Linked DNA regions of Sus scrofa: region 1 is linked to region 2. The links are chromatin contacts, called in public promoter capture Hi-C maps. All regions are on one chromosome and are shown on one strand. Each heading gives the region's core, a stretch centred on a gene start, on an enhancer-like site or on the middle of the called end of the contact. The rest is flanking DNA. Distances are from core to core; before and after follow the strand shown. Region 1 has its middle 39 kb from the start of CAPRIN1. Region 2 holds the start of ABTB2 (ankyrin repeat and BTB/POZ domain-containing protein 2).

Region 1 (4,653 bases), core at 2,101-4,600, 340 kb after region 2:
TCCAGAAATAATAAAAGAATAGTATCTGCTACCATCAAAGTTGGATGCCTATACAGACATGCTGGAAGAAAAAAAAAAAAAGGCCTTCTTTGAGAACTATAGCAAAGGTAAATTTGAACAGTTGGGTGAACTCTCCAGGAGAGTTTAGAGGCTCTAGACTCTTAAGCTTGGACATTTTCCCCCATATTGTTGCTGCATTTTAAAAATTATGATAGAATATACATAACCTACAACTTACCATTTTAATCTTAGGCATTTTTTAAGGGTTATCCACAAACCTTATAAAATGGTCAATGATTAGAATTTGTTTTGCTTCAAGCCACAGAAAATTCATTTAAGCAATAAAGGAGTTTATTGGTTTATTTCACTGAAAGTCCTGTGGTATCTGACTTCAAGTATATTTTGATCCAATAGCTCAAGTGATTTCAACTAAGTACTGTTTCTGTCCACATTTTTCCTCTGCCCTCTGCTGGGCTGGCTTTATCCTCCACAAAGTGGATTCCTGGCAGCTCTGGGACCCCCACACTCAGTAATAACATGACTACCAAGCAGGTCAGGCCTCTAGGTTTTATAATCACTCTTCGGGGGAACAGAATTCTCAGTGAAGGGAAGGAAACTCCCCTTCGCATCCCCCAATATCATAATCTCCCTTTGCATCTAGTCTTAGATTGCATCATGTGGCTATTTTGGAAAGACCATGGTGGCCAAGGGGCAGAGGGTGGCTTAAGCAAATGACAGTTTAGCCTAGAATTGCAGCTGAGGTCAATCCCACCCAAACCACACAGCTGATAGTCGGGGAGGGGTGCTCCCCTCCAAGTAAAACCTGAGGGCTGTTGCCAGCAGAGGAAATGGCCACTACAAACGCTTTGTCCTGGCTCCCAAGAGCTTCCACCCACCTTCCCAAACAGGATGATTTCATGTTTTTCTCTCTTATTGGTATTCCAGTAGACTCATCTCCCTTGCTGGTTTTTCGGCTTGCTTCTCCATTGCTATTCATATAATGACAGGATGATGAGACATGGATAGTCCTGACCTTACAAGTTTAAGTTTTCAACTACTCCAGAATGAAGGAGACCTTCAATGAATTTGAAATTTAGCTGGAATTGTTAACCCATCCCCACAAAAGCTGAGTCACCATGTGCTCTGAAACTCAGCTTTGAAAAATTTCAATGCCTATAAAAGAAGAAAACTTTAGAATCTAAAATCAACTTTGGACTCTAGGCAAGCAAATTCTAACAGAATATGGCATTAACCTTGTTGTACACCAGCTTAGCACCCTGAACACAGAAAGCATTTTGAATTTTTACTAAGAATGTGTATGCCATCACATGAATTAAGCTGGTCTTCTGCTAATCTTTTCAAATCCACACATTTCTCTGAAACAAGGGACTTTTGTTTTGGGCGACTCTGGCATACTTTTTCTCATGGTCTCTCTGAGTTACAGTGCTTCTTTTTTGTTGGTGTTGTCTTTTTAGGGCCACACCCATAGCATATCGTGGTTCCCAGGCTAGGGGTCGAATTGGAGCTGTAGATACTGGCCTATACCACAGCCACACCAACACAGGATCCAAGCCAGGTCTGTGACCTACACCACAGCTCATGGCAATGCCGGGTTTTTAACCCACTGATCAAGGCCAGGAATCGAATCCATGTCCTCGTGGATACTAGTCGGGTTCGTTAACCACTGAACCATAATAGTACACCTACACTGCTTGCTTCTTAAAAGCTTTCTTTTCTAAAAAGGAGGACTCAAAGGTGTTACAATTAGGAATTTGCAAGTAAAGAATCAAATTATACTTCAATATTGATTTCTAAAATTGCTTTTAAAGTTAAAACATATGAGGAGTTCCTCTTGTGGCACAGTGGTTAGCGAACCTGACTAGGATCCATGAGGACATGGGTTCAATCCCTGGCCTTGCTCAGTGGGTTAAGGATCTGGAGTTGCTGTGAGCTGTGGTGTGGGTTGCAGATGGGGCTTGGATCCTGAGTTGCTGTGGCTGTGGTATAGGTTGGCAGCTATAGTTCTAATTCAATCCCTAGCCTGGGAACCTCCATATGCAGAGGTGTGGCCCTAAAAAGACAAAAAGACCAAAAAAATAAAAACTAAAAAAAGTTAAAACATATGAACATAATCAGTATGGATAAACATCATTTTAAAGAGCTTTTAGTCTCCTTAGATGAGCGCTCATTTCTGCTGCTCACTCTCAGTTAACCACATCTGAGGTGGAAGACCTGTCATTTATACCTGATGACTATACCTAAGACATAACTCCTCATTGGTGAGATACTTTAGTTGAGGGCAAAGCATCCAAAAAGAAGCAAAAATCCAATTTTTGAGTGCCAGAAGCTGGATTTCCTCTTTGCCCTCCTCCATAATGCTTTTAATCTCCCAAGGCAGAAGGATACCCCAGGAAGACTAGGGTGGTGATCACGTGTTCTGACAGATGAAATACGAGAGCACACTCCACTTGCCAGCAAAGTGTCCCAATTAATACCTGCTCACTCAGATTTACAATAAAATTACACCTGCCCAAGATCCAGAGACCCTTCTCCCTCCCACAGGCCATCTTCTCTTTGCTACAATGGTGATAACAGCCAACACCCGTGAAAATGTACCATGTGCCATGTGGATTATCTCATTTAATTCTCACAAACAACCCTATGTTGCCAGTACTATTACTCACCCATTTTACTGATAAGGAAACCGAGGCTTAAAAGACGACCTGCTCTAGGTCATATACCTAGTAAGAGATAGAAGCCTATTTTATTTTATTTTATTATTTATTTATTTATTTGCCTTTTTCTAGGGCCACTCCTGTGGCATATGGAGGTTCCCAGGCTAGGGGTCAATTCGGAGCTACAGCTGCTGGCCTACGCCAGAGTCACAGCACCGCCAGATCCGAGCCTCGTCTGCAACTATACCGCAGCTCACGGCAACGCCGGATCATCAACCCACTGAGCAAGGTCAGGGATCGAACCTGCAACCTCATGGTTTCTAGTCAGATTTTTTAACCACAGAGCCACAATGGGAACTCCAGATAGAAGCCTATTTTAGCTACTAGCTGCTTTCCAGTTTTTACCTGCTAGTCTCCACTGCTTATCACCTGATCACTATATACACAATGGCTGCATTCCTAGACTGAACTGGCCAACTGGAGGAGAGGAGGTTTTCAGGACTTTTCTTACCAATTGTTACATATAGTGAAATCTCAGTGGACCTACCTATGGCTAAACTACAGGTGGCTAATTTAACAGATTTTATTGCTTCTAGAAATCTTGGCATCTTAATTACCTTAAGTGAAGATATCAGCTTTAAAAAGCCAAAGTATGTTGCAATGAAGTTACAGATTAACAAATCATTGTTCTGACCTTTATTTTCCCTTTACCCTAGTTTTCTCATCTATAGTTTATCCTTTTATATTTGATGCTTTTTTAAAGCTTCTGCAAATCCTTTTGGGAATGAGGTGGGAAGAGTTAGCAAATCTAATTAGCGAGTCAGTGAATCACTGTATTTAAAAGTAAAATGATAAAAATAAAAATCGTATACCACTTTGTAGTTTCATACACATTCCGTACCTTTGAGCTTTTCAGACATCAATTCTGTCTTTGTGTCACCAGGATCTGTCACCATTCATTCACTCAGTAAATAATTTTGGAACTTTAGAAAAAGTGATAGTACCAAGAGATTGTTCTCGAAGAGCCAACAGTGTAATGGGTAGTGTCAAGTCTCAGTAAATATTTGTGGAATATCTCTCACTTCATCTCCACAAAAGAACCTTATATGTAAAAATCAAAATTATTTCTAGTTTTTTTATTTTCAATAGCCAAGACATGGAAACAACCTAAATGTCCATCAACAGAGGATGGATCAAGAAGATGTGGTACATATATACACAGTGGAATATTACTCGGCCATTAAAATGAATGAAATACTGGCATTTTTAGCAACATGGATGGACCTAGAAATTATCATGCTAAGTGAAGTCAGCCATACAATGAGACACCAACATCAAATGCTTTCACTGACATGTGGAATCTGAAAAAAGGACAGACTGAACTTCTTTACAAAGAGATGCTGACTCACAGACATTGAAAAACTTATGGTCTCCAAAGGAGGCAGTTTGAGGGGTGGGGGGATGTGCTTGGTTGTGGAAGGGAAATCCTGTGAAATTGGAATGTTATGATCATTATACAACTACAGATGTGATAAATTCATTGAGTAATAAAGAAATGGCCAAAAAAAATTACTTCTAGTTTTTAGAAAGACACAGAAAGGCAATGTGTCTTGTTCATGGTGACTCACTGGAAAGAGACAAAGCTGAGTATTCAAATCCAAGTATTCTTGCCCCAAAGTTCTTGCTCTTTCTGAAAATTACATTAATACAAACCCCCCCAAAGCAGGTGAACATAGCTTTTCTCCCCCACTTGCCTACCATTTTTCTGAACAGCCACTGAGATGTCAAGGGAGGACACAAGAAAAGCAGGTATTTCCAGTCGGAGGCCTAGGGGCTCCCGGACACATGATGTTACCTATGCCAAGCCAAAGACTGCGTAACCATTCATCCCCAAACTTGGCAACTAAAAACAACAATGATTCCTTTTTCCTCATGATTCTGTGGGTTGACTGGGCATTCTTCTGCCCCAGGTGGTGTT
Region 2 (4,328 bases), core at 1,188-3,687:
TATTATGTTAAGGTATGTTCCCTCTATATCCACTTTGGTAAGAGTTTTTACCATGAATGGATGTTGGACTTTGTCAAATGTTTTTTCTGTTCCACACATTGTGATTGGCTGTCTTCTTTATTTTTATTTATTTATTTATTTGTCTTTTTAGGGCCACACCCAAGGCAAATGGAGGTTTCCAGGCTAGGGGTCCAATTGGAGCTAGAGCTGCCAGCCTACACCATAGTTACAGCAATGCCAGATCTAAGCTCCATCTGCGACCTCCACCACAGTTCACAGCATCGCTGGATGCTTAGCCCACCTTGCGAGGCCAGGGATCAAACCTGCATTCTCATGGATGCTAATCAGATTCGTTTCCTCTGAACCACGAAGAGAACTACCTGGCATGTCTTCTAAGTCTCTTTCAGTGTATAGGTTTCCTCTCCATCTATTTCTTTCTGTGCAATTTACTAAGGAAACTCCAGTTGTTTGTCCAGTAGCATTTCCCATGACTGAATTTTTCTGAAAAATCCTTGTGGTGCAATTTAACATCCACAGGATTCTGAAATTTGGTTACAGGCATGGTTGATTATTTTTACACTTCTGGTCATCAAGTAACTTAACCCCACCTGCTCTTTCCCCCAAGAAATATTTCAGATAGTTTCCCAGATAACCTTTCCATTCATTGAGTTCCCCGCCCTAAATTTCCAGTTAAGTCATTTGCATAACTTTTTAAGGGAATGCACAACAAAGTGAAAAATGGTAGGGAAAAACCCAAACAAAAAAACCTGTGTATTTTATTTCCTCTAAATATCCGTTAGAGGGCGATATTTGCCTTAATGCTGTTGTATTTCCCCTAGTTCATTTTAAATTGCATCAAATGAGTTTTCGCATTTTTGACAAGTTGAACCTCCTTACCTACTTCGACTTGTCGCTCCTGCTTAAGATGTAGTTTTGTGTCTTCTCTTGATTTAGACTCTGCGGACTTGGGTGGTTCATTAGTACGCCCACCCTTGAAGCCGTCCCCAGTTTTAACCACGAGGCGGCGATATTGCATAAATAAAGACCCGCAGGAAAAAACAATCAGGCAAAACTGCCCAAGAAAAAGGAGTTTCACAGGAAAAGGCAGTTAATTTAAGAAGAGACAAACCAGACATTTCTAGTTCGTATCAACTCAAGGCCCAAGGTCAGGGCCATGTAAGATACAGCACAAAGGAGCTATTCTATTCCAGAGTGCGGGAGGAGGCTGACTTGGGGGAAACTCGCGCAGTCTCCTTGATTTTGCGGTTTCACACTGGAGGGGGCACAGCACATGCACGTTCGTGCACGTGTGTGAATAGTTACAGGACAACTGCGGGACGGAGTGGGGCGGGCGTGGATCTGCTAGAACCAATAAAGCTCTGATTAGGACGCATCTGAGACAGGTTTACAATGGTGTTTCTTGGATGTCAGCTCTCATTTTATTCAGAGGAAGGAAGTCCTGGGGCTGGGGGCGGGGATGCATATATTTCTCCCTTGTCACATCATTAGGAAGAGCTAAATTCAGCCAGGTGTTCCAATCCCAGGCCAGCGCTAGGGACGTTTCTCACCTTCACATTCTTCCAGTAATAACCCTACACATAGACACTGTGGGACACTGGCATCTCGATCAGAAAGGCACCTGATGGCAAGCAGCGTTGCACAGTTGTAACAGGGGAGTCAAGGACACTTTTGAGAATCTGATCTGGGCCTCTCCCCAGAGAAATACTCCGACTATTGCGTGTGTAATTTCAAGTGCCTGGGGAGGCAGGGGCGGAATCGCAGGCCTCCTGGAGCCCGTCGGTCTATCAGTTTCCAGGTTAAGAAGAAATTCTGTTCTGATTGGAGCCTAGATAGCAACGTCAAGAAAACCAGACGGATTTGGGAAGGGAGGCAAGTTAGGGGCGTTCCTCCTCTCTCCAAACACAACTGGAGTTTCGTCTCGGAGAAAAAGGGAGGGACTTGGCAGAAAGTCCTCGGAGAGGTGGAGCGCCAGGCTTGGACCCCCTCCCCCATGCCGAGGTCCCCTTCCCTATTCAACCTCCTTCTGCGACCCACGCCAGCATTGGCGTTCGGCAGCAGAAGGCTCGAAACGGAGCTGCGAACACTCAAAGCCCGGACGGCGGGAAGAGGACAGCGCACAGTGGCTTTTCCTTTATATTTTTCTTTAAATCGTGGGCTCCCGAGCCTCGCGTTTCAACCTCTCCTTTCCCAGTCTCTGCTCCCCACATCCCAGCTCCCAGTTCTCTCATTCTCCTTCTCTTCCCCCTCCTCCAACGTCCTCCCAGCCGCCTTTCTCGACCCTCGGCCTCCAGCCCCGCCTCCGCCGCCGCGGGGTTTCACCCGCGGCTGAGTGCAATCTGCATAGTGACCGCCCCTGTGGGAGATCATTGGTGCAACCCCTGCCCGTCACGGCCGATGATTGGTGGGCCCGCCGCTGGTTATTTGCATGTCGGCAGCAGCCGGGTACCCAGCTGTGCGGGCGGCCGGTTCAGCGCAGAAGTTTGCCGAGCGCTTTCAGGCCGGCTGGTCCGGGACTCGCGCAGCGCCGGGAGCCGCCTCCTTCTCCTGCCGCCGCCGCCCTGTTCTCTCGGGATTCCTTCTCTACGGAGGATAGACGCTCTGCCTGGGGGAAGTTGAAGTGGACTGGGGAGTGCTGAGGACGAGCAGCGGGGGACCGTTCCAGTGACAGCTTGGAATCGGGCCGCCAGACGCGGGGGGCTCCGGCAGCCGGGAATCTCGCCTACCTTCCCGCGGCCGCCGGAGCAGGCGGGCGGGCGATGCGGCGGCCAAGCCCCGCGGCGCCAAGAGGAAGGAGGGCGCCCGGGAGAGCTTAGAGCTTTTTCTGCCCACTTGGGGAAGGGCGCATGGAGTTGTGAGCGCCCCTCGCTCGGCGAGGCCGCCCCCGGCAGGCTCCCCATGGCCGGGACGTACAGTTCCACTTTGAAGACGCTGGAGGACTTGACCTTGGACTCCGGGTATGGGGCGGGGGACTCGTGCCGCTCTCTCAGTCTCTCGTCCTCCAAGTCCAACTCGCAGGCGCTCAACTCTTCGGCGCAGCAGCACCGCGGGGCGGCCTGGTGGTGCTATTCTGGCTCCATGAACAGCCGCCACAACAGTTGGGACACGGTGAACACGGTGCTGCCCGAGGACCCCGAGGTGGCAGACCTCTTCTCGCGCTGCCCGCGCCTCCCCGAGCTGGAGGAGTTCCCTTGGACCGAGGGAGACGTGGCCCGGGTGCTTCGCAAAGGTGCGGGCGCCCGGCGACTGCCCCTATTCTCCGCCGAGGCGGTCAGGCGCTTGGCGGGGCTGCTCCGTCGGGCGCTCATCCGTGTGGCCCGCGAGGCGCAGCGCCTGAGCGTGCTGCACGCCAAGTGCACCCGTTTCGAGGTGCAGAGCGCCGTGCGCCTGGTTCACAGTTGGGCACTGGCCGAGAGCTGCGCCCTGGCCGCCGTCAAGGCACTGTCCCTGTACAGCATGAGCGCTGGCGATGGGCTGCGCCGGGGCAAGTCGGCACGCTGTGGCCTCACCTTCTCCGTGGGTCGCTTCTTCCGCTGGATGGTGGACACCCGCATCTCCGTGCGCATCCACGAGTACGCGGCCATCTCGCTCACCGCCTGCATGGAGAACTTGGTGGAGGAGATCCGGGCCAGGGTGCTGGCCAGCCAGAGCCCCGACGGCGGAGGTGCTGGAGGCGGAGAGGTGTCCGCTGAGGCCTTGGAGATGGTCATCAACAATGATGCCGAGCTCTGGGGCGTCCTGCAGCCCTATGAGCATCTCATCTGCGGCAAGAACGCCAATGGTAAGCACACGGGCTCCCGACCCTCGACCCTCGTACGGGTGGGAGAGGAATCCGCCCTGGGCTACCCAGGGGGTGAATGTCCTAAGGCGAAAGAAAAGAAATTCAGGACCTGAAAGAAGACGTTTGGTCTACCAGTGGAGAAGTTTATTAACAGGCTTTTGGCTGAGCGTGTTCTTTGGGCGACTGACTTTTGCGGGGCAAGGTCGTGGTTGATCTTTTGCAACCTGTTCTGCATGGTGGTGTCACTATTGGCGGCTGTTCACTAATTGAACCTCTTGAGCAGCCCTAAACCTCTCTTGGCGTGAAGCTTACTACTGCCTTGTCGCGCTCTGCCTTGCTTGATGGATCTGTAGTTGGACCTGACTTTCCAAGCTTTCACCAAGTGAGCAGTTGACTAAAACCCTGTTTTGTATTAATACACAACCTTATGTGCTTTCTGGAAAGAAATGATGACCCAGTTAGTAAACTACGTATGGGGAAGAGGGATGGGGGAAATGGGCAACACCATGGTGTCAAGTTCAGAAAAGAA

Evidence for each region. Promoter capture Hi-C pulls out the DNA fragments that hold promoters and counts their contacts.
Region 1: a promoter capture Hi-C map of liver shows a contact between it and region 2, with 4 times the contacts expected there. The contact joins the enhancer-like site here to the promoter of ABTB2 in region 2. A contact is called at or near these places in 4 of 5 promoter capture datasets (fetal liver, fetal skeletal muscle and liver) and 16 of 47 Hi-C or Micro-C datasets (alveolar macrophages, embryonic fibroblasts, fetal heart ventricle and 10 more).

Annotation. Positions count from the first base shown.
Region 1 is chr2:26,912,216-26,916,868 of Sscrofa11.1, forward strand. No RefSeq gene overlaps it. Among named protein-coding and RNA genes, the nearest start is that of CAPRIN1, 39 kb to the left of the region's middle. Within about 2 kb of position 3,351, at least 2 of the 83 cell types and tissues checked have an H3K27ac peak or open chromatin away from gene starts, as enhancers often do. A contact at or near this core is called in liver, where this site is marked.
Region 2 is chr2:26,577,089-26,581,416 of Sscrofa11.1, forward strand. It overlaps ABTB2 (ankyrin repeat and BTB/POZ domain-containing protein 2), which reads left to right and starts at 2,438. Exons shown (of 17, transcript XM_003122881.5): 1 at 2,438-3,799. The coding sequence starts at 2,917.